3 separate regions of the Rattus norvegicus genome follow, and all the other regions are linked to region 3. Evidence: chromatin contacts called from public Hi-C data. All regions are on one chromosome and are shown on one strand. Each heading gives the region's core, a stretch centred on a gene start, on an enhancer-like site or on the middle of the called end of the contact. The rest is flanking DNA. Distances are from core to core; before and after follow the strand shown. Region 1 holds the start of Rps10l2 (ribosomal protein S10-like 2). Region 2 holds the start of Atp6v1b2 (ATPase H+ transporting V1 subunit B2). Region 3 holds the start of Lpl (lipoprotein lipase).

Region 1 (3,033 bases), core at 104-2,603, 150 kb before region 3:
ATGGAAGACTGTTCCCCTTACTCCACAGCCTCTCCAGCATGAGCTACCACTTCTTCCACTGAGCTCAGCCATTCCGACAGGTGTATGTTTTGATTTGCATTTCCTTGTAGTTAAGGGATGTTTAACATTTCTTTAAGTGTTTCTCGGGCTTTTTGAATTTCCTCTCGAGAATTCTCTTTTAAGATCTGGGTCCCATGTTAAAACTGGTTTGTTTCCTTGACACCTAGGGTGTTTTTTAAAAATATATTTTGGATATTAGTCCTCTATCAGATGCATAGTTGGTAAGAGACTCTTCCCATTCTGTAGGCTGACGCTTTGTCTGAATGACGGTGTGCTTTGCAGTGCAGAAGCGTCTCAGCGTCACGAGGTCCCATGTCTTCATTGTTGGTCAGAGTCTCTGTGCTGTTGGTGTTCTGTTCAAAAAGGTTTTCCCTGTGTCAATGAGTTCAAAGCTACTCCCCACTTTCTCTTCTCTCCGGTCCAGTGGAGCTGGTTTTACGTTGAGATTTTTGATTCATTCGGAGTTGAGTTTCGTGCAGGGTGATAAGTGTGGATCTATTTACATTCTTCTACATGTGCACATCCAGTTTGATGAGCACTGCTTGTTGAAGGTGCTGTGTTTTTTTCTCCATGTGTCTTTCTGCACCCCCCCGCTTCATGTTTTTCTTTAAAGTTATTTTACACGACATCATCTCCAACTTCACTGAGGTGGCTGACCACATCTATGGCCGAAGCCTTCTCTAAACAGGAATTCTGTTGCTGAGCCAGCCCCAGCCTCAGCTTTCTTGTCAGCTCCAGGGGGACACAGCTCTCCTCTATAGGTGTCTGTCTCCCCTCTTGTGAATCTTGCAGGCCGCTCACCCTCTGCACCTTTGGGCCGAGGCCTACCAGTCTCAGGACGGCTGCGGCTCAGGGTGGCAGGCACGATCTCCGGAGGTAGGTACAGGTAATCTCGGAGATACTGGATGCCCTCATTCGTGAGGTACCAGTAGAAATGTCTCCAAGCAAACTGCTCCTTCACGTAGCCTCGAGACTTGAGAGACTGCATGGCCTTCGTGACATGAAGGTTGGGCACATTCTTGTCTGCCAGCTCGGGGTGTTTGGGCACATGAATATCTTTTTGGGCATCCATCACTCCTTCCTTAAAAAGGAGTTCATAGATGGCAATCTGATTCTTCTTGGGCATCAACATCGCCACGGAATGCAAGGTCCAAGGCAAAGGTTGGAAAGGAAGACGCATGCACGGCGCAGCCCGCCGCCCCTCTTTTGAAATAGAAAAACGAGTGTCCACAGGTGTGTGGATTTATGTCTGGGTCTTTAATTTGATTCCACGGATCAGTGTGTCTGTTTTTGTGTCCATGCCACGTTATTTTTACTAATTTAGCTTTGTAATACAATTTGAAATTGGGGATAGTAAAATCCCCTTCGGCTCTTTTTTTATTCAGGATTGTTTTAGCTGTCCTGGAGTTTGGGCTTCTTTTTCTGTTGTATCACCCTGGCCTGGAACTGTTAGGAGTGTCAGTGCTAGGCTGACACTCTTTGGGAGTCTGCGTTCATTCTGTGTAAATCCAGCAGGTGGCGCCCTTACCACACGGTCGAATCTACGTCTTCGGGGGGGGGGGGGGGAGCGTTCTCACTTCCAGGGATTTTTAGCTCCTCTCTTCACACCTCCCACTCCACCAATCCTGTGAAACTGTTACTTGACAAAAGGCCTGTGGAAATTTATGAAGTAGACGTTGTTTTGATCTCTCTTCTGGCACCTTTTAGTTCAGAGCATTCAAGTGGTCACAGGCGCTGCGCTTTGCTTGCCCTAACCTCCCCAGGCAGCTGACCACCAGCCAGTGTTCTCCCAGATCCTATCATTTAAGTGGAAGACTCCCTGTTAATCTATGTACGCTATTGTGTTCTCTGCCTTGACCTTCTCCCATCTCTCTCCTTCAGTTTACACTCAGCAACTCACTCACTCACTCATTCATTCATTCATTTCCACGGTCATCATTATCCTATGTGATGCTCTTACATTATATCAGGTACCATGCTAGAAAAACAAGACTGGAGCTGAGGGGATAGCCCTGTATAATAAAAATATTTAACAGTCCGGCCTGGGACTTCTTCCCCACCTTAGACCATTTATGATCCTGGATGATAGACACACACAGCCTTTATATTTTTTAATAACCTGTAGTTCTTCTTCTTACATGGGGGCTTCTGAAACCTCAACCCCACCTATGTCTCCTCTACCCAGCTATTGGCTGTTGGCATCTTTATTTACCAATCACAATTCATTGGGGGCCGGGCCACAGGGTCTACAAGCACCTGCTTGCTCCAGGTGTTGGGGGCTCTCACTTAGCACTACAATAGACAGTAAAAGACAAAACCTCAAAGTGCTGGTGGACTTGAGTTTGATCCTCAGAACATATAAAGTGCCAGGCATGCTGATGTGTGTATGTTTATACTCCCGCTCCTGGAAAGGTAGAGACAGGCAGGAGGAACGCTGGGGTTTGCGGGCTAGGTAGCTGAGCCTACTTGGCCAGTGAGAGACCCTGTCTCAAAATACAAGGCGGTGAGCCTCAAGGTTGTCTTCTAACCTCCACTCACACGTGCACGCATATCAGCCCCTGATGCTCCAACATAAGAAGAGTGTTTGATCAGGGAGGAAGGTGGTGGTGGTGGGGAAGACACCTGGCTAGAGGGGATGTTTGACCACGAAGTAGAGATAAGGTCTCTATGACTCTGTGAAAATGTCAGAGTCTCGTGAAAGAGAAAAAAAAACAACAAAAAACAAACAAACAAACAAACAAAAAACCAAAAAAAACCCCCACACATAGTCAAGGAGAGGTGAGATGTCAGGTCATTGCATGGACCTAAAATGACCTTAGATGTGGCAAGCCACAAGTTTCCTTTCCAAAAAGGTTTGAGTCTAACCCAGGAAGTCCAGGTTTAAGTTCACAGCTATTTGGGGCTATAGTTAGTCTGCCATACCTGTGGTTGTGCACTATGCATCCACTCAACTGATATGGAACAGTGCCATGG
Region 2 (3,176 bases), core at 666-3,165, 210 kb before region 3:
TCAGGTAGTGCCATCAAACTTTAATAATAAAAACTGAGTTGTTAATATTTAAATTTGACTAATAATGTGGCAAAAGGTGATATTTAAATGCAGTTAGTTGCTTGCTTAAGTACAGTATTCCAACTCCCCACAAGCCCTATCCATATTAAAAATATACACACTGAAGTACTAGGACAAATTGAATTCCAAGTCATAGAATTTACAGAGCACTTCCTAAGTTAGACTCTGTGAACTTGGGAATGCAAAGAGGCCAATTAGGCAACTTTCAGTGACAGCTTCGTCAGCAGAATCCTCCTGCAAACAAACTCTTCAAACGTTGGCCAAGTACATGTATACGGTGGAGTAACACTACTCATCTCTCTGAAGGGCTTATGACCTTAGCCATGGAGTAGTCTACACTCTGAATCGACTCTGAATGACTTATTATATGCAAACAGACTATTATAACCGTGTAACCTTGTTTCCTAGAAGCCACACCAGCGTCTATGTGCTCTGCTCAGAGCAAAGCATACATACCAAATGCAATTCACGATAATCTGTAATTCTCCGGTATAAATCTGTTAGTTTTCTCAACGTTTCTTTCTGCTCACATGAACCTCTAACAGGCATTCTCTAAGTCTAACAATTATTCTAAAAAATGCTTAAAAGGCACACCTCAGCAATCTGCTCTCCAATGTGCTTTTTTTCCCTTCCCCACACTGCAGTGTTATCACATGACCCACTGACAGACAGCTCAGGACAGGATTAGTCAGGCTGGAGGGCGCCTAGCTAAAATCCTTCAGCTGAGATGCCTTTTAACCAATGAGCCACCCACAGAGTCAAGCTGGCAATTAACCAGTGCAAACATGATCTTATTATCTGGAAAACAACAGATACTTAAAAAAAAAAAGTCTTCTTTCAAAGCTCTCTGCCTGACTTTAAGGAAGCTGTGAAGAGGTTTGATTTTATACAACCGAAATCTTCAGTCATTTGGGAATGACTGACTGACTTGTCTACTTAACCATGGCTAATTGAATCTTTTATAACCACTACACTTAAGCCTATGCATATAACAGTGGAAAGCGACCTTCCATTCAACTGAGTTTGGTTAGCTGATCAGAAAACGAAGAAACAAGACAAGGCCAAGCAAGGGTTAATAAACTCGATTTCTGGTTCCCCTTTTTCCAATAATTAGATGTCTGAAGCCTGGCATGGCCTCTCCTTTCCATAACCTTAGGCGTCTCGCTTGTAAAATGAGAGGTGGGACTGCACGACTAAGGTATTTTTCAGCTCTAAGGTTCTCCGGTATCTAAGGTGTCCTCCGGTGAAGCGGTCCCTACAGAATTAGCCACATCTCCCTCTAGTCGCGGGCCTGCCCACGTCAGCGATGACACTACACCTTCTGCTCGGTCCACCTGCCCAGAGATCCTCGGGGCAAAGGGGACGGAGTGGGCGTTCCTTCGACCCGGAGACATTTAAATGAGGCCAGGAACAGATGAAGATACGAGTGACAAGTGGCCCTCAGAGACAGACAAGTGCCTGACAATACTCTAAGCCAGGGAACTCGGAGCGGGTAGAGCAATCGTCAGGAGCCCACTTAGCCCATGGGAAGGTTCCTGTCGGTGCTCTCACCCTCAGTCCACCCAAGTGACCGAAAAGCTCACGCAAAGCTGGAGAGGTGCTTGTGAACTGCGCGATGGGGGAAATGAATCCCATTCCCTCCCCGCTGGCTGAACAGGTGAACACAAGCCAAGGGCTAGGTGGACACGCTCACGTTCCCGTACTCACTGAGACGAGGCTGGGAGAGGTAGTTCCGGCTCACCGCCAGCGCCTGCTCCCGAGCTCCGGCCATCGGCCCACCGGTGGGCACGGGCAGCTCGGGCGCGGCCCCGTTCACGATTCCCCGCATCGCTCGCAACGCCATCTTGTCTCCTCCGTCCCGACTGGCCCCGCAGCAGCGCGGCGCAGGCGCAGATATAGCAGGGAGGCCCGTGCGGCCGGCTCCGCCCGTGCGCGCTGCGAAGCTGCGGCAGAAGCCCCGCCCTCTCGGCGGCGCTCCGCCCCCAGACTCGTGACTGGAGTTCTGCGGGGGCGGCGCAGGGTGCGCGCGCGTGCTAGCGTGCGATAGGGAGCTGACCAGAGTGCTGGGAGCGCGGATCCCGGGCCGGGAGCGGGAAAAGAGAAACGAGAGGGGCCAGAGGGCAAAATGGACGCAAGACAGAGAACTCAAGAGAAAAAGAAAAAGATTCATTGGAAAGCAGGGAAAGAGGAGGTAGGAAAACGTGCGCAAGAAAATACAGACAACTGATGTCCGTTATCAAGCTGTGAAAAACACCTTGGAGAGCAGAAGATAGAAAACCTAGTTCCATGATTGCTAACTTTGTGTCGTAATTTATTTCAGTTTATCTTTCTACCCAGGTCTTTCTCTCGCGGATTTGTTCACCAGACTTGGCTTTCTTGCACATCCGTGTGGAGACCACCTTAGGAACAAACTGGAAAACCAGTTAAGAGGTTAGAACTCACATAGGGTTCTAGTTTGTTTTCTTTTGCTGCAATAAAATTAGCTAGCTGTTGGCCTTGTGTGATGGCGCATGCCTTAATCCCAGCACTCAGGTGACAGAGGCAGGAAGGTCTGAGTACTAGGGCAGCCAGAGGTACACAGTGAACCTAAAACAAATAGAAAAGCCAGCCTGTGAGAAACGAACAACAGTAAATTGATTGTAGTTCTGTTTACAATGTAAGAACAGAAGAGGCAGACTAAGGAACTTTGCTGTGATAGGGCAACATAATGAAAAACTTCTTTGTGGTAGTTCTCCATAGATTTGTTGACAAATACACAAGAGGATACCTAGACTGGCCTTAGGTAAGGGTTGTAACTTAGCATCACTTTGGGAAACACAGAACTTTGCTTCATTCACAAAATTACTATATTGTTTTTTAAAAAAGATTTATTTATTTTTATGTTTATGAGTACACTGTCACTCTCTTCAGACACACCAGAAGAGGACTTCCAATCTCATTACAGATGGTTGTGAGCCACCATGTGGGTGCTGGGAATTGAACTCAGGTCCTCTGGAAGAGCAGCCAGTGTTCTTAACCACTGAGCCATCTCCCCAGCCCCATTACTATATTGTTATAAATTTCCCTTTGGGCTATATATGAGAGGTATGTATGGAACATAAATGAGTTTTATCTCT
Region 3 (3,312 bases), core at 543-3,042:
CTGAAAAGCTGGGTCCAGAGCTTCTGAAGGAAGCAAAACCTGAAAATGGAGACGACCTTTTCCACGGGAGTTTACGGTAAAAGTCGTGTTATACTGTGGTGTAGTTTCTGAAATATGAATTGAGCGTTTGCTCCTATTTTCTTAACCAGAGTTGCAAACTATGTAGAAAGATAGCTTGCCACAGCAGAGACAGAATCCCCAGTGTCCTCAAAACACCCGAGATTCTTACTTTAGTGCAGTTCTGCCATGACCGATTCTCTCGCCTTTGATAACAAGACATTTACAACTATACGCAGAAATAAAAGCTAGCTTTCAGCTGCACTCATAGACTCCACTAAAACTGGAATTAGGCTGCGGACGTGCCACCTTAGAGCACCTCCAGGGGACACCACCCTGGTGGCGAGTCCACCAGCAGCAACACAAGGAAACTCCAGCCTCCTTTTATGGCTGAGTTCAGTCATTTTTTTGTGTCTGTGTTCTGTTAGCTCAATCAAGGTTCAAGTAACAAGGCTTCTCAATTGTGGGCAGGTCTGGACTTCAAGGCCATAAAGTAACTTGCTACCGACCCTAGTCGTCTTCTCTAGGCAGAGAGCAGGCAGAGCCGTGGAGATGACCGATTTTGGGACCATAATGGTGAAAGCGACCTCCTAACTGCTAACTGCTAACTGCTCTAGAAAATCCCATGTGCTCTCAGCTAGGGCGAGCCTCTCCTAGGACAGCAAGGATAGGACACAGTGCTGAACTGGCAACCTCCAAGCCACAGGTTCCAGTCTGCTGATGGCTGAGCCTCGTTTTCTGGAAGATAGGCTCTTTGCTGGGCTTTCCTGAATACCAAGCTAAGCCGAGCGAGCGCAAGGAACGCTTACAGGACGCGGTTTCCCAGGACTCCGTGCCATGCGTTCCCCGGCACCGCCGCGCATTCCCACTCTCACAGTAGCCCATAGCCGAGAGCGACAGTGCCCTATGCAGTTGGAATGCACACAACGCGTCCTCCCACCCGCACCCGCGATGGGGGCACACTCGGTTCACTCTTCCCGCCTACAGAGGGGTCTGACCCGTAGTCCCAGCAAAGTTAGGGTCACCTTGGCCCACATGCCTTGCATTCAGCAGCCCCACTGCCTATGAGGAGGTTACCACCGATCACTACAGCTTCTCTCCACCTCTGCGCCCCCACCCCCATCCCACGCGTCACACCCCCGCCCCCGCCGTTCCCTGTGATGGCCGGCGGCGGGAGAGAGCTGGGGACGGAGCGGGAAATCGGGAGAATGAAAAAAATAAAGAAAGAAAGAAAGAAGAAGAAGAAGCGGGAACCCGGAGTCGCCACAGCGTGATGGGAGGCAGAGTCTCTCCTTCCTCCTCCTGGATTCCACTCCAGCCACCCTTCCCGGGAATCTCTTTGGCTATTGCGCCTGCTTAGTGCACGTCCTTTCCAACTTTCTCCCTCCCATCTTCAGATGGAGAAAAAGTGGTCTGGTCCCGGTCTGCAGGTGGAGGGGAGCTGGCGCGAAAAACATACCGTCTGCTGCGGCCACCCCTCCGCGGAAGGCGGTCAAACTCTGGAGCCAAACTCCCAGGGCCACCAGGAGCAGGGCTTTGCTCTCCATCTCCGGGCGCGCCCTTCTGCTTTGCTGCTGGAACTGCGCTGCGCGGGCAGTCAGGCGGGCGGGGATCCGCGTTGCAAAGGGTTGAGCCGGAGGCGTCAGAGGACTAGAGCGCGGTGGAGCGCCGCGGGGCAAGTCAACCTTTAAAGGGGAGGGCAGAACAGCTACAAGGGGCAGAATTTCTTGGAGGAGGAGGAATCGAGTCTGACACCGTTTCCACTGCACAGCTGTTTAAGTGACTGGAAATATGCAAATAAGCCTCATCACCTATTGGCTATAAAATCATAAGTTGGGGGGAGGACTCTAAATTCACTTCCAAATATTTGAGCACACTGTAACGAGGCTCAACGGTGCCAGCGAGAAGAAGGGGAAAGGGCAGGAGGGAAAGCTTGCTTGTCGTTTAGGCTCCAGTTTGCCTATCCAGAGGAACCTGCTCCCCAGGGACCCCTGTAGAGGCCGGGAGGAGGGGTTTACGCTGATTTATGTTAAGTAGTCTACGATCAGTTTTCTGAGGGGAAGAAGTTTTGCTCTTAAACAGCGCGTGTGTCCAACACTTTCACCCCCTCCCTTTTGATAAATCTTTGTTAAACTTGAAAGATCCTTTCAAACGTACCCCCGCCACACACACACATACAGGTCCCCACGGGCCAAAGGGACCTTAGGACACATATTGCTCAGCGCCTGGTGCCTGCACGGTCTGCCTTTTATCGTTGGCAATATGGATCTCCTTCTGTGGTAGAAGAAAGGAAATTAGTTAATAATTCTAATTTTTACCTTATGTAAATTGTACTCGATCCTCTAATTCAGTAAGAAACTCAAGAATAACATCTATTTTCAGAGGCAGAAAGTCATGGTCAAATATTGTAAACTATCCTGGACTTTCAGTGGGAGAAGGCATGCCAAATTACCAATCCAAACTTACAAAGACAGTACATAGATTAGCGATGTTCCAGGGTGAGGGGGATATGGGGCGCTGGGAGTGTGGGGGCAGGGTGAGGATCTTGATGGAAATATCCCGAATTCCACTAGGCTTGTCATTGTATGACTGTGTAGATGCTTTAATATTAAATTGTGCTCTGCCAGGGTTGAGACTGAGCTTTTGCAAAGTGGATTAGCACATGTTTGTAGAAAAGCAAGAAAAATAAAATCACATCGTATACTGTGCTCATCTGCAAGTATCTTTTTAAATGAAGAAGGTGTTGATTAGCTAGAGAAAACCATAAAGATTAAATTCCCCACCTTAATGCTGAGAAGCCGTCTCAAAAAATCAGTTCTCTTTACTGATCTCAGTATTTTTAATATGGTCTCCTCTTCACACACACACACACACACACACACACACACACACACACACAGGTTAAGGGGATCAAAAACTATATAGTTTAATATAAGCCCACCTTTTAAATTTCTCACAACTATCAGATAAAAGCCACACATGCTGTTCTGTAGATGAATTCCAGCCCGATGTCTCACCTTCTCAACTTGCATTTGTGATCCTTAAACAGGGCATCGTTCACATTCATTACTGGCTCCGAAGCATGTGGCCAACCTTGAAAGCTGGCAAGAGCAAAGCCCCACTGAACGACTTTGGAAATGGCAGAGATTCTCCAGGGCGTATAGTTAGGATGTGGCCGACCTCCAAGAGACGTATATAGGAAGCTCTGTCTGATTTTAAAACGTGACAGTGGCATAAAAGACATAAAACCAGGAG

Evidence for each region. Hi-C and Micro-C count contacts between places; a contact is called where the count stands out from the background.
Region 1: a Hi-C map of the A7r5 cell line shows a contact between it and region 3, with 4 times the contacts expected there. The contact joins the promoter of Rps10l2 here to the promoter of Lpl in region 3. A contact is called at or near these places in 12 of 12 Hi-C or Micro-C datasets (the A7r5 cell line, the Rat2 cell line, Schwann cells and 7 more).
Region 2: a Hi-C map of mammary epithelial cells shows a contact between it and region 3, with 1.9 times the contacts expected there. The contact joins the promoter of Atp6v1b2 here to the promoter of Lpl in region 3. A contact is called at or near these places in 2 of 12 Hi-C or Micro-C datasets (hepatocytes and mammary epithelial cells).

The regions. Positions count from the first base shown.
Region 1 is chr16:25,469,089-25,472,121 of GRCr8, forward strand. It overlaps Rps10l2 (ribosomal protein S10-like 2), which reads right to left and starts at 1,354. Exons shown (of 1, transcript XM_039094976.2): 1 at 213-1,354. The coding sequence starts at 1,240. The coding sequence ends at 701.
Region 2 is chr16:25,406,473-25,409,648 of GRCr8, forward strand. Atp6v1b2 (ATPase H+ transporting V1 subunit B2) reads right to left here and starts at 1,916. Exons shown (of 14, transcript NM_057213.2): 1 at 1,768-1,916. The coding sequence starts at 1,903. It also overlaps a transcript of Slc18a1 not described here.
Region 3 is chr16:25,618,809-25,622,120 of GRCr8, forward strand. It overlaps Lpl (lipoprotein lipase), which reads right to left and starts at 1,793. Exons shown (of 10, transcript NM_012598.2): 1 at 1,517-1,793. The coding sequence starts at 1,604.